Regions from separate parts of the Sus scrofa genome. Here region 2 is linked to region 1. The links are chromatin contacts, called in public Hi-C maps. All regions are on one chromosome and are shown on one strand. The core of a region is the stretch at or near the end of the contact, and the rest is flanking DNA. Distances in the headings are between cores, read along the strand shown.

Region 1 (6,007 bases), core at 1,692-4,191:
TCTTAGGAGTTTCCTAGCCATTTACTTGCACATCATCTACGGTAACACTCAAAGCAAAACCACAATAAAGAGGTTTGGCCTCTGAGGGATTCTACATGTAAAAAAACATTACTCATAAATAAAATACAATCACTATTGCTTTAAATAACAAATACATTTCTCAACTTTGATGACATTTGATGGAATTCCCTGTTTTAGAGAGCAAAACAGAATCTATTAAACTTCCAATAAGTGTTTTTTATTTTAACTGAATGTGTTCTATGATAATACAAAATATTGGTATGAATTTACTTTGAAAATTACCATGGAGGATAAATTAAGTCTGAGATAAATATATACACACGTCTCTACATAAAGCAGATAACCAACCAGGATCTACTGCATAACATAGGGAACTACTCAATATTTTCTAATAACCTATAAGGGAAAAGAATCTAAAAAAGTGTGTGTGTGTGCGCATCACTTTGCTTAACACCTGAAACTAATACAACATTGTCAATCAAAGATACTTCAATTAAAACAACCAACCAACCTATAGGGAAATATTTTTACTTCTTAAGTATTTTTATTCAAAGGTCTCATTATTAGTTAGTGGAATTCACAGAACTGTTCCTCCAGTAATTGGGCCAATTCATCCCACAGCTGCCTCATAGGTCGCAAATGTGGCTTGGTTATATTCTTCAGATTGCCCAATATCTTATTTATTCCCAAATATAAATAAAGCAATGAAACTCTAACAGGACACATTAGTCAAAGAACAATGTCCAGTTAAAACTGTGGAGGTACTACTACTGCACGGTCACGCTGGACCACCACCAATTCAAAAACAAATACCTGATGAGATTTTTGGCAATCAACTTTAAAGATGCACCAGGAACTCATTGATTCTGTTTTGCCTTCCCTCTCTCTCTCTCACTCACACACCCCAATTCCTGCCCATTCAATGACATAAACAGTAGTTTAAATTCAAACACTAAAATCACAGAAACAAATACCGGATGACCAGAAGACTACAAAATCAGCTTTGACATTTCATTCAAGTATATTTAAATGTTAAATCTGCAGTAGTTCAACTCGTTTTGATACCATGCGGTTTACTACCTTCACCAAAATAAAAAGGAATTCCTTCAACATTCTTTTCATTTAATAAGGCTTTAAAAACAAACTTCAATGTAATCACAGTATTTATTTCACATTTTACAAAAACCGTCTTCCATCACCACTCCTCAGGAGCTAATCAGAAAAAAACACACAAACTGACAGTTCAGTCTTCCAAAAAACGCTTTCTTTATCTAACCCCAGCATTTATTTTCAAGTGCAAGGAAAAAAAGACATTTGCAGTTCAAGACAGTAAAAACACAACCACCACGTTGTACACCATGTTACCGTACAAGCACCACCAAATTTCTTAGAGAAAAATAATTCAGGACAGACCAATTAAAAACATTCTGAACACGGCAAAAGTAAAAGATCTAATGTCCTACAATCCATAGCAAAGGTACAGCTGCTTCTCTTTTGGAGCCAATACCAAAAGCCAATGGATACAAGTGTCAAATAAATACAGCGTCTGTTTGAAATAAGACGAAACCTGGAAAAACTCCCTTCCATAAATCATTCTGTGAACACGAGGCTTTGCACCCAACATGAAATACACACAACCAAAATCACACATCAACTACTCCCCCCGCACCCCCCCAAAAAATGTAGAAAAAGCCGTAATCAACAAGTTGGAAAGAAGGCAAAAAGTAGAGCTCACAACCCTCTCCCCAACATTAAAAAAAAAAAAAAAAAAAAAAAAGTCTTATAACAAAAGGTAACACATCTCAAATACCTGGTGGAGGTGCCTTTCCTCACATCGCAGATGCTGCATTTAAAGGCTTCGGCGCTGTTTCTGAAGGTGCAGACGCTACAATCCCAAAAGCCTTCGTCTGCGGCAGGTTTTGCTTGTCTTTTTGGCCTTCGGAGGAGTGAGGGAAAGGGGAGGGAAGAGTCAGGGAGCAGGAAAAAAGGGGAGACAGCAAAACACAGGCGCTGGTGAGCCGTCGTAATTTCGCAGGAATCCAGCGCTGGAAACTTCGCTCGGACGACCACCCACCCACTCTTTTCGGGGCCGAGGAGGAACCGGGGAAAGGGACGGGGCGCCCCCAACGGCACCCTGCAGCCTCTGGGCCCGGGCCGTGCAGCCTCGCACAGTAGGCGGCGGCGGCGCCCGGGAAGGGCCGCGGCGGGCGCAGGAAGCGGGCGGACTTGTGGACTTGAGCGTGGGGCTGGGGGGGCCGGGAGGGGAGCCGCGGGCCGGATCTGGAGGGGGCGCGCAGGGGCAGCCCGAGGCCGCCGGCGGGGAGTGGGCCGGCTCCTTCCCTCTCCCCTCCCATGCTCGCGCCCTCCCTCCCTCCCCACCTGGTTAAATCTCCCTTTGTCTGGGAGGAGTGGCGGCGGCGGCGGCGGCGGCGGCGGCGGAGGGCGGCTAAGGAGGAGCCGCCATGGCTGCGGCGCGCACGGCCGCCGGCCCCGAGCGGGAGCGACACCGCCTCCCGCCGCCGCCGCCGCCGCCACCGCCACCGCCCGCCGCCGCCGCCTCCCTCCGCCCCCGGATCTCCATCTTAGCAGCGCCTCCCCCCGCCCCGGGTGGCTCCGGGGCCTAGTCGTCGCCGGCCCCCGCCCGCCCCCAGCCCTCCCTCCCCTTCCGCCCCCTCAGCTCGGAGCAGGTACCTGGTCGGGCTCTTCTTGTCGCCCATGGTCATGGATGGGCTGTACCCCCGCCCCCCCCAAAGCAGAAACCGGCGCCGCTCGGAGGAGAAACGCCGTCCGGGGAGTCGTCGCGGACCGGCCCCCCTCCCTCCCCCGCGCCCGCCCGCCCTCAGCCGCTGGGGCTCTAGCTCCGGCCGCCGCCGCCGCCGCCGCCGCCGCCGCTGCCAGTCTCCGGACGAGACTAGTCCCCGCCAGCGCCGCCTCCGCCGAGTGACTGACGAGGGGCGGGGCCGGGCGCCGCGCGTCACCCGCTGGGCGGCCAATGGGAAATCTGCGGCGGGCGCCGCGAGGGCGGGGGCGGGGCGCGGGGGAGGGCGGGGCGTGGCGGACGTGGGCCGGGCCGTCGGTGTGCGTGCCCGGGAGTGTGTGCGCGCTGGGGGCGCGTGCCTGCCGGTGGCCCCGCCGGAGCGTGCGAGCCTGGCGGGGCGCACGTGGCCGCGCTCGGGAGCCGGCGCCGGACTTCGGGCCCCGCGCCGCCGCCCCGTGGTAGTGTCGTGGATACCTCGACCCCGTAGCCACCACGAGGAAGTAACTGCGCGCAATTTGCGCGCGCCGCTGGGGTTTGTAACAGCCGCGACGCTAGGAATACCTCGAGGCTTGCAATGCCCTGGGAGCTGGCAGGGCCTCTTTTCCCCACGCCCTTCTACTTCTCTACCACGCGGTGCTTTGTATTTCCCTCCAAGTCCCTGCCGCTAGCCAATGCACCGTCCAGAAGCCCCTTCCCAGGCTCCTGACACAGGAGAGAACTGTGCAGAAAGGGTGTGGCACAACTAAATGTCCCCCTGATACCCGACACTCAGCTTCTGCTTGAGCCCCCCATAGCCTAAATAGGGCGTTTCCCTAGGGAAATTGCTGTTCAAATCCCGGCGGCTACATGCCGGCAGTTTAAACCTTATGCCTCAGCGCCTTCATTTCCAAAATGAGTCTGGTAATCATCCTCCTCGGCTTGTTTGGAGAACTCAGAGACGAAATGCAGGAAGAGCAAGCAGGTTAATGCCCCACACTTAGGAAGGATCAATACAGAGTACTGGGTTGAGAACTCTTACAACTGGGCCTGGGTTGTGCACCATTTCCCCTGCTTTAGAAGCTTCTTGGAGTCGAACAAGTAGTACCCTTTGCTTTCCACCGGGCTCCAAGAATGCTTGCTAGATTGGCTTGACTGTGACTCAGTCCCCTCTGCCCTTAGGCAATGGGGCGGGGGGGGGGGGGGGGGGATCGTGGTAGGGGGAGGACCACAGATAATAAGACAAAAGGCTGGGCTGGGTTGGTCCTGGGTGGGGGGAGGGACAGGGTCAACGGATGCTGCTAGAAGTTGGGGGTGGGGATAGGGGAGTGGCGGGAAGATAATATGGGCCCTTAGTTTCCACTGAGAACCCCCATCCCCAGTTTATATGCAAACATAAAATGAGTTATTATCAAAACTGCCCCATAAAAGGGAAGCATTCCAGGTCAGGAGACCAGGGAGGCTCACGGAGACTGAATGCCCAGGGAGCAAGAAGTCCTAGGATCTGCCCAGGGATCAGAAGGGAGTGAATAAAAGAGGGAGGGATTGTGTCAATGATAAGCTTGATCAGCACACGCTGTTCTTTCTAGGCAGGCACACCCTGGAGGGCCAGCTGGGACAATACTGTTCAGCCATGGTCAGCAAACTCCCAAACTTCAGGGAGGAAAGGAGGAAGAGGAGGAGGAAGGTGTGGGGCTGAGGGCCAAAGAGGCCAGAGAAAGGCAAGGGGCATGCACACTAGCCATGGCCCAGTGCCTGCAGCCTTGGCCTCTAGTGTCTGCCTGGCATGCTCCCAGAACTCTGCCCCTAGTGTGAAGGTACTGAGAGAAAAGGGGCATTAAGAAATCCCAGCTGGAGGAGTAACCTCTGGGGAAGGAAACTGGGTAGCTGGGAGCTACAGGTAGTGGCTTGATTATTTATCTAGAGTGAAATGCACTCTAATTGTTTTGTAGCTCCATGAATTTTTATGTGTATCTGCTACATACACCTTTGCATGCACCATCCAAATCAAGATATAGAATATTTTCATTTTCCCTGCAGATTAGCTTTGCCTGAACGCATGGGTCATATGGTATGTACTGTAGTATCTGGACAGCACCTTTTGTTCAACATAATATTTGTGATACTCATCCAGAGTGTTGCCTATACCAGTAATTCATTTTTGTTAGCTTAAATGTGTAGATTTCCATTCCAAATTCATTGTCATTTGGTTATCCTTAGGAGACTGACTTTTTTAGTATATAGAGTGTGTGTGTGTGTCTTTGACTTGTTTTACCTTTTCAAAAAAAAGAAAAAGTGGTGTTCTCATTGTGGCTCAGCATGTTAAGAACCCAACATGGTGTCTGTGAGGATTCAGGTTCAGTCTCTGGCCTCACTCAGTGGGTTAAGGATCTGATGTGGCTGCAAAGCTGCGACTTAGGTAAAAGATACAGCTCAGGTCTAGTGTGGCTGTGTCTGTGGCTGTGGTGTAGGCCTGAAGCTGTGGCTCTGTTTTGACCCATAGCCTGGGAATTTCATATGCCCCAGGTGTGACGGTAAAAAAAAAGAAGAAAAGAAAAAGTTTAAAAACTGGTTTTAAGGAGTTCCCTGGTGTCTTAGAGGGTTAAGGGCCTGGTCACTGTTGCAGCACAGGTTCAGTCTCTGGCCTGGGAACTCCCACATGCTACAGGCATGGCAAAAAAAAAAAAAGTGGTTTTAAGAAAAAAGTTCCAGAACAGAGAACTACTTTCTAGGGACATATCAGACCCGTACATCACCCTGTGGTTGTAACTGTAGAAGCTCTATGTTCATTCACATGTGGGAGGTAAATATCTACTGAAAGTCTCCTTGTAGTTACAGGAGCCAGAGAAAATTGCTTCTGGAGCAGTGTGCTGAAGAACAGCATAGCTCTAGGCAAAGCCTCAGACTCTGATTCTAGAAGCAGTGGTTTCAGGTTGAGCTGAGTGGGAAACAAATGCTAGCTTGAAACAGTGTGGAGTGAAAGGATGAGTGGGAGTTGACAGAGAGCCACTCTCAGGCTCCTCTGTTTCTTATCTTGGACTTTGAATTCATGTTTCATTGAAAGGAAACTTTCCTTTTTACTTTACTGCTTTAAAAACTATTAGAAACCCATGGTTTTAGAATAGAGGCTGATTAGAAGCACTCACCAAGAAATGTCTAATGCAAATGATGACAGATACCATGGGGCACATTAAAAGACCTTTAACATTTTGCCTCCTTTCCTGGCATTCACTCCACTTCAGTTACACAGGC
Region 2 (5,664 bases), core at 2,872-5,371, 45 kb after region 1:
ACTCCTGGAAGAGGATGCTTTACATTTTTATGACATTCTCCAGTTTCAAAAGCCACTTGCCAATGCCAGTACTTCTGAGTTTCATTTCTGATACTTGCACCTTCAAAGAAAGGCACCTCTCATGAAAAATGAAAAAGCCTTTTAAGCCACGCACTTGAAGAAGGGACAACAGAAGATGCAAAAAGTAATAACAGTGAAATAAATAAGCAGATGGGTTTGTGAAGTAGCCCCAGCCACATGTCCCCACCTTTCCAGGACCTTCTAGTCAACACTGACGGCTAAGGTTCTGCCAGCACTTATTTTGGTGGCCGTACTCTTCCAAGTGCTTTACTGTATCATAATCTCACATGATAACTTACAGTCACTCTAAACCAGTGCTTTTCAAGCAGGGATTTACTTTGCTCTCCTCACCCCAGGGGATAATCAACAATATCTGGAGACAGTTTTGTTGCCACAAGTGTGGGGAGGGAAGGGTAGTGACTACTCTAATAGGAAGAGGCCAGGGTTGCTGCCAAACAACCTACGATGCTTAAGGCAGCCACTGTAGCAAAGAGTTTCTGGCCCAAAATGACAAAAAATTGTGCTTAGGTTGAAAAAAGCTGCTCTAAGAGATAAGGATTAGCTTCCACCCCATTTTACAGAAGAGGAAACAGAAGTGCAGAGAGGTATTATGATCAAATATAATCAGCAAAAATGAGTGCAAACAAGAGATGGAGAAAAAGTCTGCCAATATTTGAAACTAGCTAAGAGTAATAAAAGGAACACAGAAATTGTTAGCTTTGTGCCTGCCCTGTACTTTTCCATGTTGGGATAACATGAATCTGTGGTTCCTACTGAACTAACACATTGGAATAACTCCTGTGTGCCTGTGCTGCCTGAGACCGCACAGCGAGGGCAGTGACACTGCTTTCCAAACTCATCACCTGCGTCCCCTATTTGTTATCACTCTGTTTTCCAATCTCACAGCCGCCCTTCTCATTCTTTTCTCAATTTGCAGCCCGTGCTTCCACTTCGTTAGGTCCATTTGTGAGAGCTCGATCTGGTGGTGATGGAGGGAGGCATCCACCTCCAGACCTAAGACTTTTTCACTTTATTTTATTTTTTTGTCTTTTTGCCTTTTCTAGGGCCACTCCCACAGCATATGGAGGTTCCCAGGCTAGGGGTCTAATCGGAGCCCTAGCCGCTAGCCTACACCACAGCCAGCCACAGCAACACGGGATCCAAGCCACATCTGTGATCTACACCACAGCTCACAACAACACTGGATCCTTCACCCACTGAGTAAGGCCAGGGATTGAACCTGAAACCTCATGGTTCCTAGTTGGATTTGTTAACCACTGAGCCACGAGGGGAATTCTGGGACTTTTTCACTTTAGACAGACAGCCTGCTCTATGAGCCCTGGGGCGGGGGTAGGGGGGAGAAGGGAAGGGCAGGGGGGGCCAGCTGCCTGCAGTCTTTCCTCAAAACCTTCTCAGAGTCATCACAAATGTTAGCTAATGGCTCTATGAGGAATGAGGCCAGAAGGAATTAAAAAGAGGCTAAGGGAGTTCCCACTGTGTCACAGCGGGTTAAGGACTTGGTATTGCTGGCATTGTCTCTGTGACGGCAGAGTTCAATCCCTGGCCTGGCACAGGGGGTTAAGTGTCTGCCGTTGGCACGGCTATGGTGTGTAGGTTGCAGCTGGGGCTTGGATTCAATCCCTGGCCCAGGAACATCCATATGCTCTAGGTGTGGGGAAGAAAAGAAAAGACAAGAAAAAGACTAAGACTCGTTCACATGGATGAGCATGAAAAAAACGCTTAGGGTTTTTGGAGTGAAACAGCCAAGAATAGAAATGAACATATATTAAAGACTACTTTTCTACTTTTTTTTTTTGGCTGTGTCTGGGACATGCAGAAATTCTGTGGGGCCAGGGATCCATCTCACACCACAGCTGTGACCTGAGCCACAGCAGTGACAACACTGGTTCCTTAACCCAATGTGCCACCAAGGGAACTCCCAGATATTGACTTTTTAAAAACTGTACTTTTGCATGTTCCATTTTCTAAATGAACAATTGTATCAGAAACATTTTAATAAGACTGTTTTTTTCCAAAAATCCCACATGAGGAGTGAAATGAGTGAGGTCCACAAAGGCATGAACAAAAATATTCTGAGCAGCCTTTTCATATGTGAGAACTAAAACAATACAAATGAAGGGTAGAAGGACTAAATATACTGAGGCTTTTTGTTTTTGTTTTCGTTTTTTTTGTCTTTTTAGGGCTGTAGCCACAGCATATGGAGATTCCCACATTAGGGGTCGAATATTGGAGCCGTAGCCGCCAGCCCACACCAGAGCCACAGCAACGCCAGATCCTCAATCCACTGAGCAAGGCCAGGGATCGAACTAGCATCCTCATGAATACTAGTCAGGTTCATTAACCACTGAGCCATGATGGGAATTCCATACTAAGTGTATTTTGCTGCAAGAGAATACGATAGAGCAAGGAAAGAAGAGCAGACTTCTACTCTGTCTCTGACACCACAGGGATGAGGTGTCAGAGACAGAATGTTAAGCAAAGGAAACTGGACAGAGCAACAAAACTACATGCTATAGTTGTTTATAGTTGTTTATTGCTCAAGAACTGGCAAACCTCATCTGTGGGCAAGAGTATTGACTGTGAAGATGACAAGAGAGCCTTGAGGGTGGGTAGGGGTGGGGTGGCTCCCTCCTCTTCCTCACCTCCCCGGGTCTGGCCCCTTATTTGCACAAACCAGCAACAAAACCAAAGCCCTGGAGGTAATAGAAATCTGCTCCTGTGGTAAGCAGTCTAACCAAAGGTATTGGGTCTCAAGGGTGCTGCTACCTTGAGGTCTCACCCACTGATGCCACACCCCTGCATCCCGACCCACCACCAGAGCAGGTCCCATCCTTATCCTTGGGTCAGGGATCCTGTATATTTTAGTTTCCCCCTTGACACTGTTTTCTTGCTGCTGCCCACCTCTAGAGCTGTGCCAGAAGACTTACCACCCCAGGGAAGGAGAAAGATCTTTTCGAATAAATAGGCCTTGATCAGCACTGGTCTCTAAGCTGATGTTCTTGATCTGTGTGGGGACAATGGCCTTGAAAGCAAGGATCTTTTAGAGGACAGGTATTTCTCAACTACTTGGTTCCTTTCCCCCCCCCCATTTTATAGCCACACTTGTGGTAAATGGAAGTGCCCAGGCTAAGGATGGAATCCAAGCTGCAGCTACCGGCCTACATGACAGCCACAGCATCTTGGGATCTGAGCTGCACCTGTGTGTAGCAATGCCAAATCCTTAACCCACTGAGCAAGGCCAGGGATCAAACTCGCATCCTCATGGAAACTATGTTGGGTTCTTAACCTGCTGAGCCACAATAGGAACTCCTAGTTCCTTTCTCACTAAGTCAAGTTTAGGGCTCTATATAGGGCTTTGCAGCTACTGTGCCTCTGCAGGCCCCAAGAGACTTGGTCCCATCTGCTCTCAGAACAGCCTGGCAGGATCTGGGCAGCTAGGTACCCCACTAATCCTCTAGAGCCATCCCCAGGGATTCCAGATCCCCTCCAAGATCACACACACACACACAATTTTCTGTGTGATGTGTGGTACCACAGGGAAAAGGTGGAGAGGTATGGCTTTTAATCACTGAGTTTTGTTATTCCCAGTAATGCCCCAAGCCTGTTTAGGCTATCCTGGGAGGGTGGTGGGAAGGAAGGGGAGCTTGCAGACTATTGATAAAGTCAAATGTCTCTAGGGAGAGGAGATTTAGAAACACCCAGAAAATGATGGGGAAAATGTAAGACTACCCAGGGTAAGTGGATCACATCCAGGGCACAGGGCAAGGAAGTCTTGCCAGCCCCTGGGGGTGGGGATCTGCTTCTAGCTTAAAGCCATGTGTCTCTGGGGCCAGAAGCAATGGTGTACAGGTGGTTATCTAGAGGATTGTATAGGAAGGAAGATGCTTGGACCCTCTGTGGCCTGTACCAGTAATATAGGAGATCTAGAATCTTCCGTGGGCCTCATATGGGATCAGGGAGGTGCCAAAAGAGCTTGGAACCAGCTCTAGCCTGTGAGCAGGACCAACAAGCCACCACAAGCAAAGCATGCCAAGCCAAGAGCCAATAACCTGGACCCTGGGCACTGGCCAAGTTCTGTCCTGGCTCATGGAATGCCTTTGTGCAAACTGGAAAGAGTTTCATTCTTCTGACACACACAGCCCCACCTGCTCATGGCTCTCCTAGGAAAGCCCTGGCCAGATTTCAGCCCTTCTGTGGGTGCACTTGTGTAAGGCTTAACCCCCATACCCATGAGAGATGGCTCCAGTACTAGAACATTGCTCCAAAGGTGGGAAAATAGTCCCTTCATGGCCTCTTAGTGCAGGTAGCACTTCAGACCAATCATTCTTGAAAGGATCTTCTCCCACTTTCTACTGGTCCCTCAGATGCCCATGTTTTCACCTTAAGTGATGAGGGGGGATTTGGCAATGATGGGGATGGGGAGATGGGGCTTGGAACTCTGGCTGCACTCCCCCCTCTGCTCAGACATGTCACCACTGAGCAATCTCGGAGACTGTTTTTGTTTTTGTTTTTGTTTTAATTTGTTTTCTTTTTTGGCCACCTCACAGCTCATGGAGTTCCCAGGCCAGGGATCAGATCCAAACCATAGCTGTGACCTAAGCTGAAGCTTCAGCAACACTGGATCCTTAACCCACTGTGCCAGGCTGGGGATCAAAACTGCATCCTAGTGCTCCCTGGACACCACTGATCCCATTGCGCCACAGTGAGAACTGCTCAGAGACTGTTTAAATTACCAGTCTGGAAACCAGCTATAATGGAAAAAAATAAAAATCATTATAAAATAAATAAATAAATTACCAGCCTGGCATAAAATCATATTTTCCCTCTTGACGCTTTAGCTGGGTGGAGATGTGCAAGGAAAAATATCTATTATAGCAAAATAAAGAAGCTACTCTTTTTTTTTTTTTTTTTTTTTTTTTTTTGGTACATCCAAGCATTAGGCAAGTAAAACTGCAAGTCTCCTAAACAATTTTTTCTCTCTTATTACATTTTCAGAGAGGTGTTGGCACCTCTTAGGGGTGGGGTAACTGAATGATATCTTTTTACCTAAAACCATCCTGGATTTTACTGATTCCCAGGATCATTACTAATAGCACCACTTTTCTTTCCTTCCTTCCTTCCTTCCTTCCTTCCTTCCTTCCTTCCTTCCTTCCTTCCTTCCTTCCTTCCTTTCTTTCTTTTTGCCAAACCTGCAGCATATGGAAGTTCCCAGGTTAGGGGTTGAATTGGAGCTGCAGCTGCCAGCCTACACCACAGCCACAGCCACACAGGATCCCAGCCGCATCTGTGACCTACACGGCACATCACAGCAATGCCAGATCCCTGACCCACTGAGTGAGGCCAGGGATCAAACCCACAGCCTCATAAATATTCGTCGGTTTCACACTGCGCCACAACAGGAACTCCCCTCTTTTCTTTTCTTCTTTGGCTGCTCCTGTGGACGTGGAAGTTCCCAGGCCAGGAATTTAACCCAGGCCACAGCATCGACCCAAGCCACTGCAGTGACACCATTGGATCCTTAACCCACTGCACCATGGGAGACCTCCAATAGCACCCCTTTTCACTCTCAGAAGTGTCTGGTAC

What was found. Hi-C and Micro-C count contacts between places; a contact is called where the count stands out from the background.
Region 2: a contact with region 1 is called in a Hi-C map of liver, with 7 times the contacts expected there. The contact joins the enhancer-like site here to the promoter of RYBP in region 1. A contact is called at or near these places in 2 of 5 promoter capture datasets (fetal liver and liver) and 7 of 47 Hi-C or Micro-C datasets (adipocytes, embryonic fibroblasts, fibroblasts and 2 more).

The regions. Positions count from the first base shown.
Region 1 is chr13:53,806,757-53,812,763 of Sscrofa11.1, forward strand. It overlaps RYBP (RING1 and YY1-binding protein), which reads right to left and starts at 2,942. Exons shown (of 5, transcript XM_021069217.1): 1 at 2,713-2,942; 2 at 1,832-1,957. The coding sequence starts at 2,744.
Region 2 is chr13:53,850,695-53,856,358 of Sscrofa11.1, forward strand. No RefSeq gene overlaps it. Among named protein-coding and RNA genes, the nearest start is that of RYBP, 44 kb to the left of the region's middle. Within about 2 kb of position 4,122, at least 3 of the 83 cell types and tissues checked have an H3K27ac peak or open chromatin away from gene starts, as enhancers often do. A contact at or near this core is called in liver, where this site is marked.